6 separate regions of the Mus musculus genome follow, and regions 1, 3, 4, 5 and 6 are each linked to region 2. A link is a contact called in public HiChIP or PLAC-seq and promoter capture Hi-C data. All regions are on one chromosome and are shown on one strand. Each heading gives the region's core, a stretch centred on a gene start, on an enhancer-like site or on the middle of the called end of the contact. The rest is flanking DNA. Distances are from core to core; before and after follow the strand shown.

The links. Promoter capture Hi-C pulls out the DNA fragments that hold promoters and counts their contacts. HiChIP or PLAC-seq counts read pairs in DNA pulled down with a chosen protein or histone mark.
Region 1: a contact with region 2 is called in an H3K27ac HiChIP or PLAC-seq map of double positive thymocytes, with 6 times the contacts expected there. The contact joins the enhancer-like site here to the promoter of Mrpl35 in region 2. A contact is called at or near these places in 3 of 39 promoter capture datasets (hippocampal neurons, liver and stem cell-derived epiblast-like cells), 1 of 115 datasets of contacts at active chromatin or transcription factors (double positive thymocytes) and 1 of 9 other capture datasets (macrophages).
Region 3: a contact with region 2 is called in a promoter capture Hi-C map of hippocampal neurons, with 3 times the contacts expected there. The contact joins the promoter of Cd8a here to the promoter of Mrpl35 in region 2. A contact is called at or near these places in 4 of 39 promoter capture datasets (the HPC-7 cell line, cranial neural crest, hippocampal neurons and 1 more), 1 of 484 Hi-C or Micro-C datasets (stem cell-derived primordial germ cell-like cells) and 4 of 115 datasets of contacts at active chromatin or transcription factors (effector CD8 T cells and embryonic stem cells).
Region 4: a contact with region 2 is called in an H3K4me3 HiChIP or PLAC-seq map of bone marrow-derived macrophages, with 3 times the contacts expected there. The contact joins the enhancer-like site here to the promoter of Mrpl35 in region 2. A contact is called at or near these places in 10 of 39 promoter capture datasets (the 3T3-L1 cell line, the HPC-7 cell line, HPC-7-derived erythroid cells and 6 more), 3 of 484 Hi-C or Micro-C datasets (B cells, the HPC-5 cell line and stem cell-derived primordial germ cell-like cells), 10 of 115 datasets of contacts at active chromatin or transcription factors (the 230-238 cell line, the SCID.adh cell line, bone marrow-derived macrophages and 4 more) and 2 of 9 other capture datasets (adipose tissue and macrophages).
Region 5: a promoter capture Hi-C map of hippocampal neurons shows a contact between it and region 2, with 4 times the contacts expected there. The contact joins the promoter of 4933431G14Rik here to the promoter of Mrpl35 in region 2. A contact is called at or near these places in 5 of 39 promoter capture datasets (hippocampal neurons, liver, neutrophils and 1 more), 1 of 484 Hi-C or Micro-C datasets (the G1E-ER4 cell line), 1 of 115 datasets of contacts at active chromatin or transcription factors (extraembryonic endoderm stem cells) and 3 of 9 other capture datasets (liver, macrophages and pancreatic islet).
Region 6: a promoter capture Hi-C map of liver shows a contact between it and region 2, with 2.8 times the contacts expected there. The contact joins the enhancer-like site here to the promoter of Mrpl35 in region 2. A contact is called at or near these places in 19 of 39 promoter capture datasets (the 3T3-L1 cell line, 3T3-L1-derived adipocytes, the C10 cell line and 13 more), 15 of 484 Hi-C or Micro-C datasets (B cells, the C2C12 cell line, CD4 T cells and 11 more), 10 of 115 datasets of contacts at active chromatin or transcription factors (the 230-238 cell line, the SCID.adh cell line, cardiomyocytes and 5 more) and 4 of 9 other capture datasets (adipose tissue, embryonic stem cells, liver and 1 more).

The regions. Positions count from the first base shown.
Region 1 is chr6:71,338,001-71,341,671 of GRCm38.p6, forward strand. No RefSeq gene overlaps it. Among named protein-coding and RNA genes, the nearest start is that of Cd8b1, 17 kb to the left of the region's middle. RefSeq lists enhancers at 1-53, 1-53, 48-3,671. Within about 2 kb of position 1,636, at least 11 of the 459 cell types and tissues checked have an H3K27ac peak or open chromatin away from gene starts, as enhancers often do. A contact at or near this core is called in double positive thymocytes, where this site is marked.
Region 2 is chr6:71,822,430-71,826,085 of GRCm38.p6, forward strand. Mrpl35 (mitochondrial ribosomal protein L35) reads right to left here and starts at 1,355. Exons shown (of 4, transcript NM_025430.3): 1 at 1,287-1,355. The coding sequence starts at 1,329.
Region 3 is chr6:71,371,607-71,374,816 of GRCm38.p6, forward strand. It overlaps Cd8a (CD8 antigen, alpha chain), which reads left to right and starts at 1,821. Exons shown (of 5, transcript NM_001081110.2): 1 at 1,821-2,391; 2 at 2,897-3,001; 3 at 3,153-3,210. The coding sequence starts at 1,947. RefSeq lists a cis regulatory region at 1-304.
Region 4 is chr6:71,399,590-71,403,202 of GRCm38.p6, forward strand. All of the region lies in intron 4 of Rmnd5a (required for meiotic nuclear division 5 homolog A), which reads right to left. Among named protein-coding and RNA genes, the nearest start is that of Cd8a, 28 kb to the left of the region's middle. Within about 2 kb of position 1,407, at least 8 of the 459 cell types and tissues checked have an H3K27ac peak or open chromatin away from gene starts, as enhancers often do. A contact at or near this core is called in B cells and bone marrow-derived macrophages, where this site is marked.
Region 5 is chr6:72,121,846-72,125,475 of GRCm38.p6, forward strand. It overlaps 4933431G14Rik (RIKEN cDNA 4933431G14 gene), which reads right to left and starts at 1,352. Exons shown (of 3, transcript NR_045165.1): 1 at 1,200-1,352; 2 at 1,000-1,101. All of the region lies in intron 1 of St3gal5 (ST3 beta-galactoside alpha-2,3-sialyltransferase 5), which reads left to right.
Region 6 is chr6:71,420,719-71,423,968 of GRCm38.p6, forward strand. The region is part of intron 2 of Rmnd5a (required for meiotic nuclear division 5 homolog A); the gene reads right to left. Among named protein-coding and RNA genes, the nearest start is that of Rmnd5a, 18 kb to the right of the region's middle. Within about 2 kb of position 1,618, at least 18 of the 459 cell types and tissues checked have an H3K27ac peak or open chromatin away from gene starts, as enhancers often do. A contact at or near this core is called in liver and pancreatic cancer cells, where this site is marked.

The sequences.
Region 1 (3,671 bases), core at 386-2,885, 480 kb before region 2:
TACATAAATAAGACTAACCTCAAACTTAAAGAAATCTGCCTGCCTCTGGATCCCAGGCACTGGGATTAAAGGTGTGAGCCCCACACTTGGTAATTTAAAAAATATCTGTATGCACATGCAGATTAATATGTGTGGTGTGTGTGTGTGTGAAAGAGAGAGAACAACTTCTAGAAGTTGGTTCTTTCCTTTCTCTTTGATTCCAGGCATAGACTCAGGTCATGAGACTTGTGTCTTTACCTGATGAGGCATCTTACCAGCTGACACTGGCCAACTCCTCTTTTCTTCTTCTTCTTCTTCTTCTTCTTCTTCTTCTTCTTCTTCTTCTTCTTCTTCTTCTTCTTCTTCTTCTTCTTCTTCTTCTTCTTCTTCTTCTCTTCTTCCTCTTCTTCTTCTTCTTCTTCTTCTTCTTCTTCTTCTTCTTCTTCTTCTTCTTCTTCTTCTTCTTCTCCTCCTCCTCCTCCTCCTCCTCCTCCTCCTCCTCCTCCTCCTTCTTCTTCTTCTTCTTCTTCTCCTTCTTCCTCTCCCCCTCCCCCTCCCCCCTCCCCTCCCCCTCCCCCTCCCCCTCTCCTCTGTTTTAAAGAACTTTCATCCTCATTGGGGTAATGTCTTTTGTTTTTGTCTTTTGTAATAAGATAAGGGGGAAAGACCAGGCACACACCATATGCTGCTGACAATCACAGAGAGGAACTTTTGGTAGGTCGCAGGTTTTGCAGATTCGAGACATAAGAACCTATCACCCCATCCCCACATGTCCCTCCCTATTCCTGTTCCAGCCCTTGTTCCCGAAGGTTAAGCCTCAGGACTCCTGAATGAAGAAAGCCTTGTACCAAAGCAAAAGTGTAAAACCACAGTTGTTGTCCGTAAATTTGCAACTGCTGAGCTGGAGTCAGAGTGGAGAGGAAGAATCCTACATTTTAAAATGTCCCTCCATTTGTCTTCACTGGGCTCTAGCAGCCTATGACCAGCAAGGCAAAAACCATTACACCTGGCCTGTGCATTCACAGAAGCAATGTGCCATGGTCATCTGCCTGCTCTTCAAGGTCAGATCAGAGAAGCGTGAGGGAAAACTGGGATGTGTTCTGAGGTCTCTGACAGTCACAGAAGGAAATATACCTCCAGAGGAAGGGCATCACAGCCTGTTCCCGCATCTGAGCTGCAACAGAGGCAGAACTGGGTGAGGTGGATAGGAGTCAGACAGCGTAGCTGCAGCAGGTCCTCCAGTGAAGCAAATGCTTTCTGCAAATGACAGGCCACATCTCAAGACTGATGGGAAAATAGCAAAGGATCAAGATGGCCTCTTGCTCTAGTCACTCTGTAAATGGTAAGGCTGAAACCTGGGCTGCAATGCACCCTCTGTCCCCTGAAGGCTCATACCCTGTCCACAGCGGAAGGAAGGAAGAACACACCTCACCTCAGGGTTGCTCGTCCCACCTCAGATTGTGAAATTTGAGCATCTCCCTGCTTCTGTCTCAGCAATTATATTTTCTTGCTTATAGTTCCGTGGGGGCTGGACTGGCAGGAGTGGACTGGCTGTGTGCTATGAAGCCAGCAGCTGCTCAGATGGCACAGCTGGATCAAAGTTGGCTGCCAAGGGACGGGGGCTGTGGTGAGGAGGTCTAGACTTGGCACCTGACTACTTTACAGAAGAGGGAACTGAGCAGTCACTACTGCATACAGTCACTACTGCATAAAGGTCTTTAGTATATACATCATGTCTGGCCTGGCCTTCACTTTAAATAGGCTACTTGCCAAACACAAAAACACATTGAATTATTCTTGTGGTTCGGCTTGGTGGCGTAAAATTGGAAACACTCAAAGGCTTAACAAGAAAATAACTTCAAAACCCTGGGTTCAACATCCAGCATGGTTAAAAAAAAAAAAAAAGGTAGCATTGATGAGAAACTAGGTAGATAAATTGTGGTACAGCTTTATAAGTAAGTTTATGCCGCTATTAAGAAATGTATTAGGGCCACATGTGAGACTTTGTCTCAAAGTGTGTGTGTGTGTGTGTGTGTGTGTGTGTGTGCACGTGTGTGTGTGTGTGTAAGAAAATACTTAAGAAAAAGAAAATATCAGCCCATTGTTCTACAAATCGGATTTTTTCCTAGCAATCTACCAAGGCCTGCAAGCATATGATATATATGCATATAAAGGGGCCTATAAGTGTTCACTCCGAGAGAGAACTCTTAAAAACTGCGATAGATGAGGATGCTGGAGTGTCCCCTCCACAGTGGATGTCTTCTAGCAGGGATTCCAGAGGACACGCATTCAGCTCCAACTAGGGGGCAGCCACTGAGGGTCTGACCCTGCCCCACTGAGTAAATATATAGTCAACAAAAACTGGACTTTTGTTTTATTTTGTTTGGGTCTGCCTGCCTGCCTGCCTGTCTGTCCATCTGTCTGCTGGGGGATGTAACAAGCGTGGGGTCAGGAAAGGGAAGGACAGTGTAAGATGCAAGACTCAATATGAATGTTGTGTTGAAAAAGAAAGAATTTACTTCAAGAACATAGCTCAGTGGTTCAGAACACTGGCTGCTCTTCCGGAGGACCCAGGTTCAATTCCCAGCATATCAATCCATAGCGTTCCAGGCGATCCAATGCCCTCTTCTGGCTTCCACAAACACCAGGTGTGCAAGTGGTTCACAGACATTCATGTAGACAAAAGACCATATACATAAAAATAACTTTAAAAAAGAATTTACTTTCAGTTGTTCCTGGCAGCAATGTTGGAGACTTTCCATTTCTGCTTTGAAAACCATAATGGGGGGGTGTAAGTGGGGAGGTTCAGATGGTAAATCCCTTACTTAAGTGACATGCACAAAACTCACGAACCCAGGGTGGTGGTGCTTGCCTGTGATCACAGCAGTCAAGAGATAGAAGAAGCAGGAGGATCAGAAGTTTAAGGTCATCTTTGGCTACACAATAAATTTGAGACCTCATCTCAAAATAAATGAAAATAAAGTCCCAAGCAAAGAACATTGCAGAAATGAGTAAAATTAGTATTTGAGCAGCTGGTTGTGTGGATCTGTGCGTAAAAAGTTTCTTTTACAATATCTAAAATACAAGTAATTCTTCCACAAATGTAGCATGAAAAATATTGTAGTATGTCTGAGGCCACAACGCAGGAGGCCCTTTGCTTGTATCCTAAATGGTTACGGATGTACGACATAATCCCCGTTAGCTGGGTTCTGGAATATTGGTAGTGTCTGCCTCTCTGCCCTGCGGTGGTCTAGATTGACAATGCCAAGTAGAAGGTTCTAGAAACAGCACTTTTGTCCTTGGCCTCCTTCAGAGAAGAGCAGCTGCAGGTGTGCTGCCCCCAGGTCCACCCGCAGGAGGAGAGGGGGCTCCGATACCAGCCCTCTCTCTCCTCCTTACTCAACCCCAACCACAGCAGCCCCTCTGCGCCGATAGGAAGTGGGCGGCTTGTTTTCAGAAAGAGATTCCCCAGCTTTTGTGGGCTGCGAAGCAGCTCCGAATCTACCACCTAGTCAAAGAGAAAGAGAGAAAGAGCCCCGGGTTCACAGCCCTGGGTTCTCTGGGTGGTAAAGGACAAAGAGATTTCCTCTGTTTTTTCTTGGGAAACCTCCTCAGCTCCTCTATGACACTCTTCAGGACTTGAGTCACTGCTTTCTGAAATCACCCATACCAGTTTATGCACTCAGATCGGG
Region 2 (3,656 bases), core at 105-2,604:
GGAGTCCAAGCACCTAAAATCTCAGCATGTGGAAGCTAAGGAGGACTGAGAGTTTAAGACCAGACTGGGCTCCATAATGAGGCCTTGTCTCATTAAAAAAAAAAAAAAAAAGAATTTAAAGGTTGTGATGGTGGTGGTAGTGGTGGTAGAGGAGGAGGAAGAAGAGTAGGAAGAGGGTTAGAGAGATGGCTTAGCAGTTAAAAGCACCAACTGCTCTTCCAAAGGTCCTGAATTCAATTCCCAGCAACTACATAGTGGCTCACAACCACCTGTAATGGGATCTTCAGGTGTGTCTGAAGAGAGCGACAGTGTACTTACATAAATAAAATTTTTAAATCTTAAAAAAGAAAAGAAGATACAGCAGTCAGAAATCAAAAGGGTTCACACACACACACACTGGAGTAAATAAAAACCAGACATTACACTAGACATATTGTATATAAATTAATGTAAAGTTCAAAACTAGACAAAATATGCTTTTGAGAGATGAAGGTATAGTTGCTCAAGTGGCTATGGGAATAATGACCGGGGCAATGCACGGGGTGGAAAGGGGCTTGGCTTGAACTGGTGTTAGTTACACGTATGTCCCCTAATATAAACTTTTTATATACACATTTCATAACTCACAAAAGTTCCATTTTTAAGCTCTAATACCTGGAAATTTTATATGGTTACTTTTTTCCCTCTTGGTCCTCTGCCTATTTTTCCACAAATGTTATCTCTACAGTATAAGTTGTGTGCAAGTCGCTTACTGATCACCCCTATCATACTTGAGTACTTTTAATTTCCTATCTGGTTCTGCCTTCACTCCTAAAGCCCGCCCCGCTACCATCAGAGGGGTGTACTTCAAAACGAATTTGACCAGGCTCCTGGTAATTACACACGGTTCTCAAGGAGACCAGATACTCGATGCTTTACACACTTGTTTAACCCACAGGTAGGAGGAAGCCCCATTTTACCGCTAGAGAACCAAAATACTCAGAGAAATTATATGACTCTCAAGGTCAAAGTTGAGAGAGGTGGTTGAACCTCTAAATCAGATTTTTTAAAAAAGCGGACTTTTGGGTGTCACCCTCACCTCCTCTACCTCAGTCTCGGGTGTGCTTCCTAGGGCAGGGTGGATCCAGTGAACGCGGGTCATGGGCACTACACTGTGCAAGGTATCGCGCAGCAAACCTCCGACCTCAAGTCATCTTGTTTTTCTTTCCTCGTTAACATCCAAACTAAATTCCCACTCCCTCCCGCGCCGACCCTCTTCTCAGTGAAGCTGTCAATAGAACACTGACCTGAGGCAGCTCTCACGGCGCCCGTGAAGATGGAAGCCGCCATCTTGCAGCCTGCCTACGGTGGCCGCAGTGGACTCAAAGTTACAAAGCAAAAGGATAAGAAACGTGGAGGAGGCGGAACTAAAGGGAACAGGCGTGGCCAAGGTTGAGCTCTTTGAACCTTGCCTTTCTGCCCTAAACCACCGTCTTCTTAATTACTTATTTTGCCTTTATGTTTGGGTTCGCGCACGACCCTGCGTGCTTATGGGGGTTAGAGAAAAACTTGCAGGAGTTGGTACTGTCTAAACTTTTGTTTGTTTGCTTTTGTTTTGTTTGAGACAGGTTTTGGGGGTTTTGTTTGTTTGTTTGTTGTTGTGTGTTTTGTTTTGTTTTGTTTTGTTTTAGATTTATGTATGTAGCCCTGGTTGACCTGGAACTAGCTCTATAGACCTAAGCTGGCCTCGAACTCACAGAGACCCGCTGCTGGGATTAAAAGTGAGAGCTACACTCCTCCCCTATACCCCAACTCAACTTCCCCATTTTTGAGACAAGGTCTTCCAAGATCCCGAAGGTGACTTGGGACTCCTGTACTCCAAGTGACCTTACTGCCAGTATAGATATGATAACAAGGATTACAGGCTCTGCTGCTGAGCCAGCATGGATTGTGTAAAGACACTTAAAACGAAAATAAAAAAGCAAAAATTAAGGTGAAAAGGGAAGAGAAAAGTCCAAAATAACAAGAAAAACAAACACCCCACAAATCTCATTTAGAGAGTGGCGGTTCAATTTTTGGCTTCAGGACTCTTACACTCTATTGAGGAACTAGTAGTGGTGGCTACACCTAGGGTAACAGCTCCATAGCAGGTTGAGGCTTGAAGACCTCAGAAAATTATTGAAAATTCAAAGAGCTTTAACTTATATGGTTATATCTACTGGTATTTGTTATACTAAAACTTAAAATTGGGAAAAATAGGGGGCTGGAGAGATGGCTCAACTTTTAAGAGCACTGACTGCTCTTCCGAAGGTCCTGAGTTCAAATCCCAGCAACCACATGGTTGCTTACAATCATCTGTAATGAAATCTGATGCCCTCTTCTGGGGCTGTCTGAAGACAATTACAGTGTACTTATATATAATAATAAATAAATCTTGAAAAAAAAAAACTCAGTTGTCTTTTTCCTACTGCTGCTACAAAAACTATGACAAACTCAGTGACTTAAATGCCATAAATTCACTATCAGAGTTTTGTAGGCCAGAAATCTAAGATAAATTCCAAGGACTAAAAATCAAGTTATACTAAGGCTGTGATTCTTCTGGAAGCTCTAGAAGAGAAGTCCTTTCTCTTGCTTTTTTCCAGTTTCTAGAAAATGTCTGAAATCCTTGGCTCATGAACACTTTTGTATTTATTTATTTATTTATTTATTTATTGTTTTGCTGCATAAACATCCACAGGCTAGAAGAAGGCATCATATCCCCTTCTGGTTGTGAGTCACCATGTGTCATTGTAAGTCCTCATGTGGTTTCTGGAAATTGAACTCAGGACCTCTGGAAGAGCAGCAAGTGCTCTTAACCGCTGAGCCATCTCTCCAGCCCCTAGTTTTGTATTTTGCAAAGACAGTGTCTTATTCCTCCCATCCTCCTTCAATCTTATAATCATACTTGACCTACCCAGATAATAAAAAGTGGTATTCTCATCTCAAAAATACTATATATTTAGTACTGGGAATTGAACTCATGACTCCTACATGCTAAGAATGCCTGCAATAACTGAGCTACAAAAAATTCTTCTTCTGGCTTTTGTTTGTTTGGTTTTTGTTGACATGTTCTCACTCTGTAGCCCTGGCCAGCCTGAGACAATCTGTGTAGACCAGGCTGTCCTTGAACTTAGAGATCTTTTTGCTTCTGCCTCCTTCGTAGTAGGATTGACAGACTCTTATATCCACAGAATGTTTTTTTCTTATAAGGTACCATATCCAAAGAGATTAGAAGAAAGAAGACATCCTGAGGGTCTGGTTGTTTTGCTTACCACACATGATTAAAATAGCAATCATAAATCCACTAATGTTAAACAAAACTAATAACTGTGAGAAATCTAAGGTCCAGCATAAAAAACAAATACATAAAAGAGCCCATTTATACATGGTGATCCATGCCTGTAATCACAGTATTTGATAACTTGAGGCAGGACAACTTGCCTCTAGTTAAAGGCCTGTCTGGGCAAGAGTGAGACCTTATTTATTAAAACAAATAAAACAAGAAAAGCATCAAAAACCTAAAAATCCCTGAGTTATGAAATTTGCTTCTACATTCAATTTCTTGTGATATTAATAAATCAAGTAATCTCTGTACAATTATGTGATTACCAGAATAAAAAGGCAAATAATAATTTACC
Region 3 (3,210 bases), core at 571-3,070, 450 kb before region 2:
CTAAGTTCCATCCCCAGAAGGAAGCCATGAAGAGGTGGGAGAAGAGAACTGACTCCACAGAGCTGTTCTCTGATTTCCACACTCATGCTGTAACATGTCTGTCCCCTCCCAGGCACACACATCACACACATTAACACAAAATAACAATAAACTACATTAAAATTGTACTTTAAACAACTCTAAACATAAAATGTTAGAGTCAGCATTTGGGTATTCTTAAGAGTAGGGAATACTGAGACCAAGCAGTTTCTAAAGCCCACCCAATACTTGTTTGTATATATACAGAGCTTGGTGGCTCAAGCTTGTAATCCTAGCACCCTGGAGACTAATGCAATTGGACTATCATGAAACTAGGGCCTGCTTGAACTATGTCGTAAGTTCCAGGCCAGCCTATTTGAGATCTTGTCATCAAACATAAACAATGACAAAAGGCAAACCTATTCAGAGGGGTGCAGTTCAGTAAACACAAATAAGAATATAACATCAACAACACACTTGTTTGTGTAAACTGGACATGGTGGCCATACCCAGCACTGTGGCGGTTATGGTAAACAGCGTGCCACTGGGCAGAACTCAGATGTGGGGTAGAGACTGCCAGGCAACCTGTCTCCAACTAGAATGAAGCAGTAACGTGGGAGGCACACCCTGTATGGGGTTCCAAGTGGAAAACCCCACTAAGTACAAGCCACATACAAGCAAGAAGAAAGCACATCCCTGAGACTGGCAGCTTTCAGGACTGCAGTGGGCAAGAAAGAATGAAGTCTATGTGTGCCAGGGACAGAGAAGAGTAAATGCCTGCACCCAAGATTCACCCAGGACACACACATGCATACAAGCAACAGAGAAAGTCAAAGGCCCAAGTCAGATGGCAGGGGCCCAGCATTTGCCAGGCAGAGAGCAGCAAGACCTTAGAAACGTAGAAATAAGTAACCAGGGAAGTGTCTGTCTATGAGGCAGTGGCTGCAGGCGGGCACATGGCAAAGCCAGGGATGGTGGCTTGGGTGGAGCCAGCACCTATCCAAGGGCTAGTCCCCAACCAAGTCAGAGAGGTGTTTTCCTCTAGCTGTGCAGGCCATGGGGTGATGCTGTCAGATCCCCTGGATAAGAATGAGGGTCAAAGTGTGTAGCTGGATCATCCAGTTGGCGAGCATTTGGTGTGGAGGCTGTTGCCATGGTTCTAAGAAGGGATGAGACTGGGAGGTGAGCTTTGCTCCCTGGGTGGGAGGCCAGGGAAGGATATTGTCAGCAGCTAAGAGTGCCACTCAAGGCTCCCATTGAACTGCCCCCTTGCAAGTCCCCTTGATGGGAGGTGCAAGTCCCTTCTGGTTAGTGTCTGGTCTGCTCTGCTGGAATCTCTGTACATTTTCTTTCCACTCAACCTCCAGACAAGAAGCAAAAACACAAAAAGACACTACTGCCAGCAAAAGAAGTGGAAGGGCAGGAGGGTCTAGAATTCAAGGCCAACCTTTGCCATGAAGTGAGTCTGAAGCAAGCTTGGGGAACCCAAGAACCTATCTACAAGAAAAAGAAAAGGGAGAGTGGGCACTCCTCTCCCTTCATGTCCTGTCACTCTCATATTTTTTTTATTAAGATTTAATCTTTATCCTTCTTCTTTCAGCCACTCTTGCAGAAGAACAATTCCTAAGGGTCCCTTCCAAGTGTTTTCTCTTCCCCAAATCTCAGTTTTCAATTCCTCCCACTTGCTCTGCAAGGGTGCATTCTCACTCTGAGTTCCCAGGCCCCTAAAAGGTGGTTGACACTCTTTGGTGGGGACTTTGGGTGACATCATATCCTCACATAGGAAATCAGCTCTGTCTGCAGCTGGCTAAAGGAGCAGTTTCCCCGACCCTACACGCCTCCCCCACCGCACCTCCTCCGCCCTGTTCCTGGGCCCCTCCCCTAGAGCCCTAGCTTGACCTAAGCTGCTTGCTGGTGGAGAGCACACCATGGCCTCACCGTTGACCCGCTTTCTGTCGCTGAACCTGCTGCTGCTGGGTGAGTCGATTATCCTGGGGAGTGGAGAAGCTAAGCCACAGGCACCCGAACTCCGAATCTTTCCAAAGAAAATGGACGCCGAACTTGGTCAGAAGGTGGACCTGGTATGTGAAGTGTTGGGGTCCGTTTCGCAAGGATGCTCTTGGCTCTTCCAGAACTCCAGCTCCAAACTCCCCCAGCCCACCTTCGTTGTCTATATGGCTTCATCCCACAACAAGATAACGTGGGACGAGAAGCTGAATTCGTCGAAACTGTTTTCTGCCATGAGGGACACGAATAATAAGTACGTTCTCACCCTGAACAAGTTCAGCAAGGAAAACGAAGGCTACTATTTCTGCTCAGTCATCAGCAACTCGGTGATGTACTTCAGTTCTGTCGTGCCAGTCCTTCAGAAAGGTTTGGAAGTGGAGGTTCCCGTCTCCTGGGTTTTAGGGGTCACATCTGAACAAGTTTCACGCAGATTCCCTCTTCTTAAATCTCTTGGGGCCTCTTGGAGGTGATTTCTATACTGTCCCCATTTTACAGACCAAAAAGTTGAGGCTGAGGTGCTGGGTGGGATTGGAAGTGATTTTTAAACGCCCTGGATCTGGGCTGGAGTCTGGATGCACGTGTGATCCTGCCCCTGTTGGCTCCAGGATAGAATTTTGGTATTGACTCCAGCTTTGGGTTGGTGGAGGGCCGCAGTCGCTTAGCTGCTGGATCTGATCTAGGCACATTGGCCCCAAATCACACTTGGCTCCGCGTGTGCGAGCAGCGGAGTAGCCCAGCACGTATCCAGGGGTTCCTTCTTCCTCTAGTTAAAAGCTAGGAAACGGCTCCTTCTTGGGTAAAGGCTAAGTGGAAAGGGGCTGGTGCATCCACAATTCCAGCTTGACCCGCAGGCACCCTATTGCTTTTGCAGTGAACTCTACTACTACCAAGCCAGTGCTGCGAACTCCCTCACCTGTGCACCCTACCGGGACATCTCAGCCCCAGAGACCAGAAGATTGTCGGCCCCGTGGCTCAGGTTAGGTGCTCTCAAGCGATTGAGATAAGCAGATAGCCTGGGGTGGAAAATCCTGATCTTGGAGGGAGACCTGGACCGGGAGACGTGCTGGGGGCAGGGTTGGGGGCTGTCCCAGAGGGTTTCTAAATTCCATTCATTCGGATCTTGTCAGTGAAGGGGACCGGATTGGACTTCGCCTGTGATATTTACATCTGGGCACCCTTGGCCGG
Region 4 (3,613 bases), core at 157-2,656, 420 kb before region 2:
CTTCCTATTAAGCAAGCATATTTGTAAATTAGCCAAAATTCTGAAGGGAGCCCCTTACTTTTTAAATTACACGCTTCCATTTCTTACGCTTCCGTTCTTTACTCACATCATAACCTTCCCGGGAAGCTGGAGGACAGCCATGAACTCAAGCAAGGCTTGGTGCAGGCACCTTTACCTGCTTCACTACTTCACAGGCCTGGAATCTCTACTCTGTCTAGCATTAAGAACCTGCAAACATTGAGGCTGTGGATGCAGCTCAGTGATGGGGTGGTTGTTTACACAAATAAAAGGGTCCTGGGTTCAACCCCCAGCACTGCAACAACAAAATACACCAAAGAAACAAACCCAGAAACCATAGATATTTCTCAAGGTTCCCAGTCTTTTTTAGGATTTACTTTTATGTGTGTTTGTGTGTTGTCCCATGTATTATGCACGTGTGCATGTCGCGTACCCTCAAAGGCCACAGGAGAGCACTGGGGTCCCTTGCACTGGGGTTATAGTTTTGATCTATCATGTGAGTGCTGGGAACAAAGCCCAGGTCTTCTGGAAGTGCGACAAGTGCTCACCACTGAGTCCCAGTACTTTGAGAAGATAAAAAAAAGCATACATACACTATGTGCTCTCATGACAAAAAGATTTGTATAGCTATACTATCACTATATCTATACACAGGGAAATAATGTTCTGTTCTGAAACTCTGAAGTGCCATGAGTGATCAGGCAGCAGCTGCACAAGGAGGGACTAATTCATCTTTAACTTTAACTTTATCAGCTGTTAAAGTCAAATTTTACAAATGTGATAAGAAAGCTTCATTTTGATATTCAACTATAAAGCCTATCCTTTAATTGACTTTTATTTGGACATTTTTCAGCTAACCCAATTCACCAAGGACCACTTGAACATGAACCAGGTATGAATATAAAATGTGAGCAAGCCGAGCTGGGAATATATTCTGTGGTGGAGCGCTTGCCCAGCATGTACAAGGCCTCTGCCTTGATCCCTGGCACATGGGGAAGGGAGAACAAAGTAAAGGTGACATAAAATACGAGTAACTCTTCCTCCATTGTACCCAATAGCACCTTCCTTATCTAATAATTTCCCAACAGTACTCTTGTCCCTATCACTAGCTTGCTCAAGTCACCTAACACTAATAAATGAATGACAATTTGAGTGGATGAAACAAAAACAAACAACAAACAAAACAAACAAAAAAAACCCAACAATGTTTTTCCAGATCCTAGACCTGAGATTACAGTCTTCTCCCGATGACTCAACCAACTTTAACATTTAGGCTGCACATTAAGGAAATAATTTTTTTTAAAAATAAAAGTAAAGGCTTTTATACAAAGCAGAAGTAAATATGTCACCCAAGTACACTCACCCTCTTGACTTTGTGACATGATGGTGTCATATTTAAAGTTCATGCTAAAGAATCAGCAGGATGGGAAATAGTGTATGTTTTGTTTTCTGAAACTGGCTGATCATATTTAATATATATTCTAAGTTCATGCATTTCCCTTTAAATTTCATAATTTCACTTTTCTTTAGAGCGGAATAATGTTACACATTATATATGTAACATACTATCATGGTCCATTTATCTGCTGGACTAGGTTGGTTTTATTTCCTAGCTACAGTGATAACTTGGGGTGCAGATCACCCTGCAACACAGGGTTCTTTGTGTATATGCCCAGGAGTGGACTGCAGGCTTTAAGGAAGTTCAGATTTTGTGTTGGAGCACTCACAGGTCTCTTGGGACACATGCAGCTGAGGGCTGGTCAGCTTTTTGCTCACAGTTCAATTCAAATTGAAAGAGACAAAAGCTACTCTGCCTTGGTTTTTACTTTATACTACAGGTTCCTAATAGGGAGAGGGCACAGATTAGCATCACTTTGCTGTTGCCAAAGGATATGTAGATATCACAACCCTTTAGCCACTGCAATCTCTAAATAAGAATTTTGGGATTCTCATAATCAGACCCCCCACCCCCAATAATGGTACTTGGTGACCTAATCAGTAGTAGCCCACACTGACACTCACACAGCACCAACAGCAGCATTCTACCCTGCTCAGACTATGAAAAGGTTTGGGATATTTAAGGCTCTGTATATATAATTTCCATCACACACACACACACACACACACACACACACACACATAATAACATGATGTTACTCACATGGTTAGCTCTCCCCTCTTCTCTCCTAAATTTGCCACTTGGATGGGGTACTATTTCTGGTAAAAATGCATCTGGCCAAGGCTCACAGCCCTCACCACTATACCCATTTTCAGCATGTTAAAGACTACAAATGCCCTTCCCTTCTAATATTCCTGTGGAAGACTTCCACCACTCTTCTTATTTTTTTCCCCCTCTTGGGAATGACTAACAATACTCAGCCCTACAAGTACAAACTTAATGGGAAGCTATTAATAGTATAATCCAAATGTCTTTAAAATTCAAAAAATGGAAAACACCACAAATCAAATTCAGTGGAAGAGCTAGCAATTTCCTAACATCACTGTGGAAACAAAAAGACCACCAACAGTTCATTCAAAGGTATTATCAGCAATCTTGGTGTGTACTCAGGGTCCTGAGCCTGTATCTCCCGGCCTTTCCTCTTATCCCATCTTTGTGTCCTGCTGACCCAACCCACAAAAGCACTCTCAGCCAGTAATCATATACCAGCACAATTAACTAGGATCCAGACAGGGCAACACCAACCAAAGCATGGGATACCCACCCCCCCAAAAAAGACAAGACCAGATAGCTATACTAAGAAACACCTCAAATATCCTAACTGCAGATACCTAGATCCAAGTCCCCAAACACAAATATAAACAGTAAACATTTGGATTGTTCCTCCAGAAACAAATCTATTGCAGTAGGCCTGTGAAATGCAATTTAACTGACACAGAAGATAGGAGCTTCAAAATACCAAGTATAGTATGTTAAAAGAAGGTATGAAATGCCTCAGTGAAGACGATGGAAACACAAAGAGTGGAATGAAACAATAAAAACACTGTAAGACATGAAAGCAGAAACAAAAAACTAAAACTCAGACAAAATTGAAAATGAAAAATTTAGGAGGTCAAATAAAAGCCTCATAGGTAAGCCTCACCAACAGAACAAGACACAGAAGAGAGAGAATTTCAGGTCTTGAAGAGAAAGCAGAAGCAATGGATCACGCAGTCAAAGGAAATGTTAAATCCAAAAACAATCCAGGAAATCTGAGACACTATAAAAACACCGTATCTACAAATAATAGAAATAGAGGAAGGAGAAAAACTCAAGTCAAAGGCAAATAATACAACTTTTTAACAAAATCGTAGAAATTTCCTCATAAGGAAGGAGCTGCCTATTAAAGTATAAACACACAAAACACCGAATAGATAGGACTAGAAAATAAATTCCCTACAACACGTAACAAAACACTAAACACACCGTGGGTGGGGAGGTAGGGGGAGGGAAGGATGTTAAAAGCTACAATGGATAAAGAGCAAGTCACATATACAGACAGGTCCATTAGAATATGGCCGACTTCTTAATGGAGACTCTGAACACTGGAAGGGTCTGAATGGATGTTCTATAAACTGAGGGACCGCAGATGCCAGT
Region 5 (3,630 bases), core at 102-2,601, 300 kb after region 2:
CTTAGGACTCAGACTCCCTGAGCTTACAGGATTTTTTAGTCTACTTAAAGAGAGAAAAGTTTTAGATATATAAGCATTGTCACTGTGTGTAATCTGTAGTGATCTACATTGTGGGAAAAGCAGCAAGCAGGTGTCTGTAAGACAGCTGGAGTAGAATCCCACCTTTGAATCAGCAAAAGCTATGGCTTCAGGTTAAAAAAGATGAACATTTATTTCTCCTCTGTCCAGTGGGATGGACATATAGATTTGACAGAGACAATTTTAGCCAGTGAGAAGCACCGTTAAGTCTATACTTAGAAGACAACCAAATAAAATTTAAACTCTTTTCCTTGTGACTATAATAACAATCAGTGCTCTACCATCTGTCAGAATTCCACTGATCAGTGTTAAAACTCTGAACTTTTGAAATCTTAGTATAACAAGAACAGAGAGGTAAAGAAATATGAAACTCCCATTTTTCATATACCTTAAATCATTCTCTTAAACCTTTACAACGAACGCCATAAGTCACTTTCTTAGATCCTCTGAACTTAAGCCTTCACGTTCTCAGACCTCTCTGCACCTTAGAACACTATCTTAGACCCTCAGAACTTACATAGACTTTAAACCGTTTATCCATCTAGTCATTTACTAGAGGCACAAATGGTTTTTGCTGAGAGCAGCCATTGCAAAGCAAGTGCTTTGAGTAAAAGAACAGTAAATAGCTACATCAGAAACCTGTTTGTCCTTTAATATGAAGCCTGTTGGCAAGGAAACCCCATCTACCTTTCTCAACTGGAGACTTAGTAGCTTTAGAAACAGCAAGGCCTAGTTTTTACATATGATGTGAACTATCTAGGCAGCTGCAGCCTTGCAGGGAGGAGCCCGTTGCCTGCTGCCGTTAAACTGACAGAGCTACAGTTAGCCTAGCCATCAATGCCAGCAGAGATCCGAGAAGGATACATTGTAGCAGAAAGTATCCAAATGGCTTATGTTCTGATTAAAATGACAGAGACTTACTCATTATCGAGATGATCACCCTAGGCTCTGTGGCTACGATGGCTTGGGGGGAGGTGGAGGTCTCAGGCCAGCATTGGTCTTCAGTCACCAGGCCCAGAAGATCTGAGAGAATTTTATGTGGAGGACAGGTGAGGAACTTTGTGGGGACTGACCTTACCCTGTGGTTCTTTCAATGGACTTGAGTTCTGTTCCCAACTGACCTTACTTTGACCAGGCAAGAGTACAGCAATCAACTCAACAGTGGCCGGGTTTGATGGCAGACGAGGCATGAGGCAGTTATGCCCAGTGGTTAAGGTTACCAGAATCCAGATGAAGGTGTCATGTTTAGAAGCCTTCATCTGGCTTCTACTACTAGGAGCTGGGGTCTCTGTCATGGTAAGCTCTTTTACATTAAACATTCTAAATTCCAAATTCAGCAGACCTTTAGAAAGTCTTAAGGACCAATATCTATTAAGTATATACAAAGTAATAAACTTTGCTTGCTTTTAGTTACTTGCTTTAGGCTTAACCTTGAAAAGTAAATAGCCAGGGGGTGCCGCCTTTAATCCCGGCACTCGGGAGACAGAGGCAGGCAGATTTCTGAGTTCCAGGACAGCCAGGGCTATACAGAGAAACCTGTCTCAAAAAACCAAAAAACCAAAAAACAAAAAAAAAAGTAAATAAAGCTTATTTCTATAATTAATGATATTAGCACTCAGCATGACTACAAGTGAGGTTCTGAACACATTATGGAATTTGATCATTTACTCTGTGACTGTTAACTTGCATGTCTTAACTATGGCTTAGCAGCTTTTATAAGACTAGGATTTTACAGCTTTATTTTTGTGAAGTTTGAATTAAAAAAAAACAATCATTTCTGAAGGAACTGAAGCTCTTTGGTATCAAAATAAAACTGTAACTCATAAACACAGTCCACATAGATACTGGGAACTTTGCTGAGCCTTTTACAGTGTACCACTATAGAATATTAGTTTCTTATATTACTCAGATTATCACAATAGCTAAAGCCTAACGAAGTTAGCCAAGACGAGGAAGGGAGACATACATTCCCAAGCCAGCCTCTTCCAGCCTGAGCCGGCCTTAGGTAAGGAGAGACATCCATCCAGTTCTTAGTCAGATTCTTCAGGTCGTTGTCTTGTTGCTCCAAAAGAGAGGAATACTTAAGGTTTTGGTGTTTAGCGTTTGGTGCTCATAGCTGTGGCCCTAATTTTTTAGCCTCTTATCTATTTTTTAAGGCCAGATATTAATAATATAAAACATTCTATAAATTTAAAGTATCCCATAGCCTTATACATTTAAATATTTTAAAAGCTGTTCTTTTAAAAATATCCACTTTTCTAATTTTAAAATATCTGTAAAACTCCAAAATTTTCTCTTAAAGAAGCTTTAAAATCTCTCAATTGTGTGCTCCTATAACAGTAAATAATAATAATAATAATAACAAAGTACCTTTTTTTATTTGAAGAGGGGGAAAAACCCAGAGCAAAACCATAATCTGAACAAGACAAAGCCGAGCTCCAACAGTACCGACAACTCAGTGCTCAGTACCTGGGATTCACTCACCGTCCTCTGGGATTCCCAGTGGGGCCTGGGTCACCTCTGTGGCCCTGTCCTCAGCATTATACCCAGCCTGCCTTCCAGGTGCCAGCTGGCTCCATTTCATAGCAGCTGCTGTTTCTGGGGGCTGTCATACGGCACCAGCCCTGCCACACAGTGCCAAGCCTCAGCTATTCTCCATGGCTACTTCATGCCTTTAAAACCAGTACCACCCAGGTGACTCTTATATCACAAAGATTGGCTGTTCCACAAGGTATGTTCTTGTATATAAATGCATGGAGATAAAGCGTTAAGACCATATTAAACAAACATTGTTTTTAAATCCTGTCTTTCATAAACCTTGTTTTTATGACTTTGTTTTCAGGACAGAAATCATTATATAAAAATCCACCGTAGTCCAAAATCTGAGACCCTGTTGCCTCCTTGATTTTATACCATGCGCTCACCTTTAATCAACATTGGTGGTGGTGAAGTCACATGACATTCACCCGCTGCATCCCTAACAAAGATGGCTGCCAGCCAAGAGGCTGCCTCCTTCCCGATGCGGAACAGCAGCTAAGATGGTGGCAAACCACATGTTGCTATATCACGAAATGACATCATGCCACATGGTCCCTTTAGGTTACCTATGCGTAGAGTTTTAACTATCAATCCTGTGATACAAGTTTTAAATGAATTGTTTTTCAGAAATTTCACGCCATACCCAATAAAGTTATAAATCATAAGGTACAGAAACTTCACATAAACCAATAGTCTAGTTCTTTTGGCTGTTCTGACTTGCTTTCTTCTCCCCATCACAACATCCGGTGGCTTCCCTGAACCCTGACATCTAAACTTTAAAAGCATGCCTAGGTCTGGAAAAAGGAGAGCCATGACCCAATTCCAGAGCCAGCTTTTCAATAAATAAGGACAACATAAAACAACTTTTATATCCACACTCAAAAGATATTTAAATCCTCGCTAAACTGAACCCAGTGGCCAGAAAGCTCATAGATAAATTTTGAGCCCTGGCCATAAAAGAAGCCATGGTAGTAGTGGTGGCTGACTGCAGCAGAGACAGCAAAAAATATAACC
Region 6 (3,250 bases), core at 368-2,867, 400 kb before region 2:
ACTCCTGTGCATACTGCAGATCCTCCAAAGACACCAATTCCCAAGGAATTCTACTTGAGAAGGTTCCTTAAAATCTCAGCTCTAGGTTTTAGTATCAGTTTTCCCCATTTGCTCTCTGGCTCTAACATAAACCTCAGTTTTCACATCATACCTAGGACTGAAGTTGCTGGGATTCAAATTAAACCATTATTCAAGAAGATGTAAACAATGCACAAAGTGTTCTACCAATATTCATCCAAAGTAAATATTTAACCTGCAAAAGGTGAGTCAGTCCTTTCCGCCGCCGATTCTGATGCCACATGTAAGATAATCTCCACTAGAAGCACAAATTTTTATTAAAGTTTTATCAGTGTTGTTATGTGTATATGGTGTGACTGTAAAAACAGGCGGATAATTTCTCACCACGGCACATCCAGTTCTCTCCTTCACCACGAGTTCTAGGGATCAAACTCAGGTCACTAGTCTTGCTCACTTTGCACTTTGTTTTTCTGCTGAGCCATTAGAAAATGCAAACAAAACAAGCACATAAAAAACCAACAAATTCACTAAGTGGTGATGGTACCCACCTTTAATCCCAGCAGGTGGCTCAGAGTTTGAGGCTAGCCAGGTCTATAGAGTGAATTCCAGGATAGCTAAGGCTATAGAGAGAAACCGTGTCTCAAAAACACAAAACGCCACAACAAATTCCTTAATTCAAAATCACTTAAACTGGGTGTGGTAATAAATGCGTGCACACACCACTTGAATCCAGTCACAGCCCAGATTTATTTGCACAACTTAATGTATAGGTCTTTTTGTGCTTTTTGGCCTAATGTGCCACAGGTGCTGGACCAAGCCCAGTATTCCATCTTCTACCTTCGTGATCACATGAAGTGGGAATACACCAGTCCAGAGAAATCTTCTGGCCCTAATCTATGAGCCCCGACTACTAGGCTTTCTTTTGTGGTCGGCACTATAGTTTAATAAACAGTTATCATTTAATTAATGTAGCTTCATTCAGTTTGAAACAATTTTATTTTAAAAACAAAAACAAAAAAACGTAAGGCTTATAACCTAGAGCAGATATAAAACAGATGGCAGAGAAGGCAAAACTCCACTCAGCTTCTGTACGGAAAATGGTGTTCAGGCTATGAGGGGCAGAGGCAGTGTGGTTCCACACCAGTGCTTATGTTCAGTAAGCAAGGAACCACAGATCATCTAGCTGTTAGGATGCTGGGTTCTTATAGGGAGTAGTTCTTTTCACTCAAGCAAGCTGGTTTTAAGGAAAGTGGTGGGCAGGGGGATAATGCTTCAGAGATGCTCCCTCCTCTCTTGGCACCTGTGCTTTGTCTCCCACCTCAGACCAGATTCCTTCCAGAACCACTACCCCACTCCTAGGACACCTTCCGACCTCATACACTCCCAGATTCCCTGTTCTAACTAGGGTTAATATTGTTGTTAGGGAACACCATGACCAAAGCAACTTAGGGGAGGAAAGGGTTTATTTGGCTTACATCTTCACATCATAGTGTGCCATCAAAGGCAGTCAGGACAGGAACTCAAAACAGGGTAGGAACTGGAAGGCAGGAGCTGATGCTTGCTCTGCACGGCTTGCTCAACCGGCACAGCCACTCACCATATGCTGTTCCCTCCTCCATTAATCATTAATTAAGAAATGCCCAGCAGGCTTGCCTGCTGCTTGATCTTATGGAGGCATTTACTAAGTTGAGGTTCCCTCCTCTCAGATGACCACAGCTTGGGTCAAGCTGACATAAAACTAGCCAGCTCACTCCCTTCCCTAAGGCTCTAATAAACAACTACCCCGCCCCCTCACATACACACCTGGGGGAAAACTGGAAAATGTCTGGGGCACAGTGCACACATCTGATTGGGAAAGGTCCATCCTCAGAAAAGTACTATGACCCAAGTAGACAAGAAAGAGAGACTATAGCAGCTCCTACTGATATCCATGCAATTTCAAAAGAAAGACCTTCCATCCTGACCACGAAGGTCAAGCTACTTTACACTTTACTGCACCTAAATAAGGTTCACCATGGCAGGCTGCATTTTTTTTTTTTTTTATTACTCTTAGTTATTTGGGGTGGAGAGTAGTTTGGTATGTTTTATTTCATTCTTAGGGAATGCCTTCCTTGCCTTTTAATCACCATTTTCTCTTTATATCCTATATATTTATGTCAGCTACCAATTCCCTTTCACTAACTTAAAAAGTACTTTCCAATATAAAAAAAAAATTACATTTGTTCTTCAGAACTCAATTTAGCTTTTTCTTCTTAATCGGAGACAATCATCTACTCTTCTTAATGCCTTTTTTTCTCTTTTTAATAACATTTCTCTACCACAGAAGGATGCATTCACCACACACTGACTTTAAAGTCAGTCTGTATTCAGCTTCACCCAATTCATCTCAACCGTCGCTGTAAGCTAAGCACGGGATTTAATTGCTGCATTGTCTTTTATCTATTCTTGAAAGTAGTTATACTGACATAGAATTCAAATAATTACCTTAGTTATTTAAAAAAATATTAGCTACTTAACTTTTGATAGTATCATTCTTTAACATCAGCATTTTGCTTCTCCAATGTAGCTGCCCCACCTAGTGGCAGAAAACCAGTTTGGGCAACACAGTTAAAACTTTTTTTCTTCATAATTTCATTGTTTATTAATACCAAAAGGACCCTTCTTTTATAATCCTGACCTATTTTATTTCTTTGTTTAGAATTTGTATTGTTTTAAAAAATGGATCTCTTTTGTTATTGATTAGTAGGACTTATTTACAAATTGAAATCTTCTTATCCTTTGAAATTTATCTGCTTTGTTTTTTACACTCCCACCTCATCATTATGTATATTTTCAATATCTCTAAAACCTCAACTATCATTAATGGCACATTACCAGAAATTCTGTAGTAATAAGAATATTCATAATTATATGCATCTATCTATGCATGCTTTCATACTGGGTTGACTTTGAACTGTGCCTATGCTCAACATGCCATTTGACGCTGAGCTTGCAACCCCACCCCCAGGCCCAGAATAATGTTTTAAATAACAGTAAGTAACTCAAGCAAACATTGGGTTATTTATTCTTCCAAAAGTAAATGTTTCCTCATTAATAAAGGATAAGAAATCAGTTACTAAAATTATTCTCTTTTTTAAGGCATTTTTAATTAGATATTTTCTTCATTTACATTTCAAATGCTATCCCCAAAGTCCCCTATACCCTCCCCCTGCCCTGCTCCCCAACCCATCCA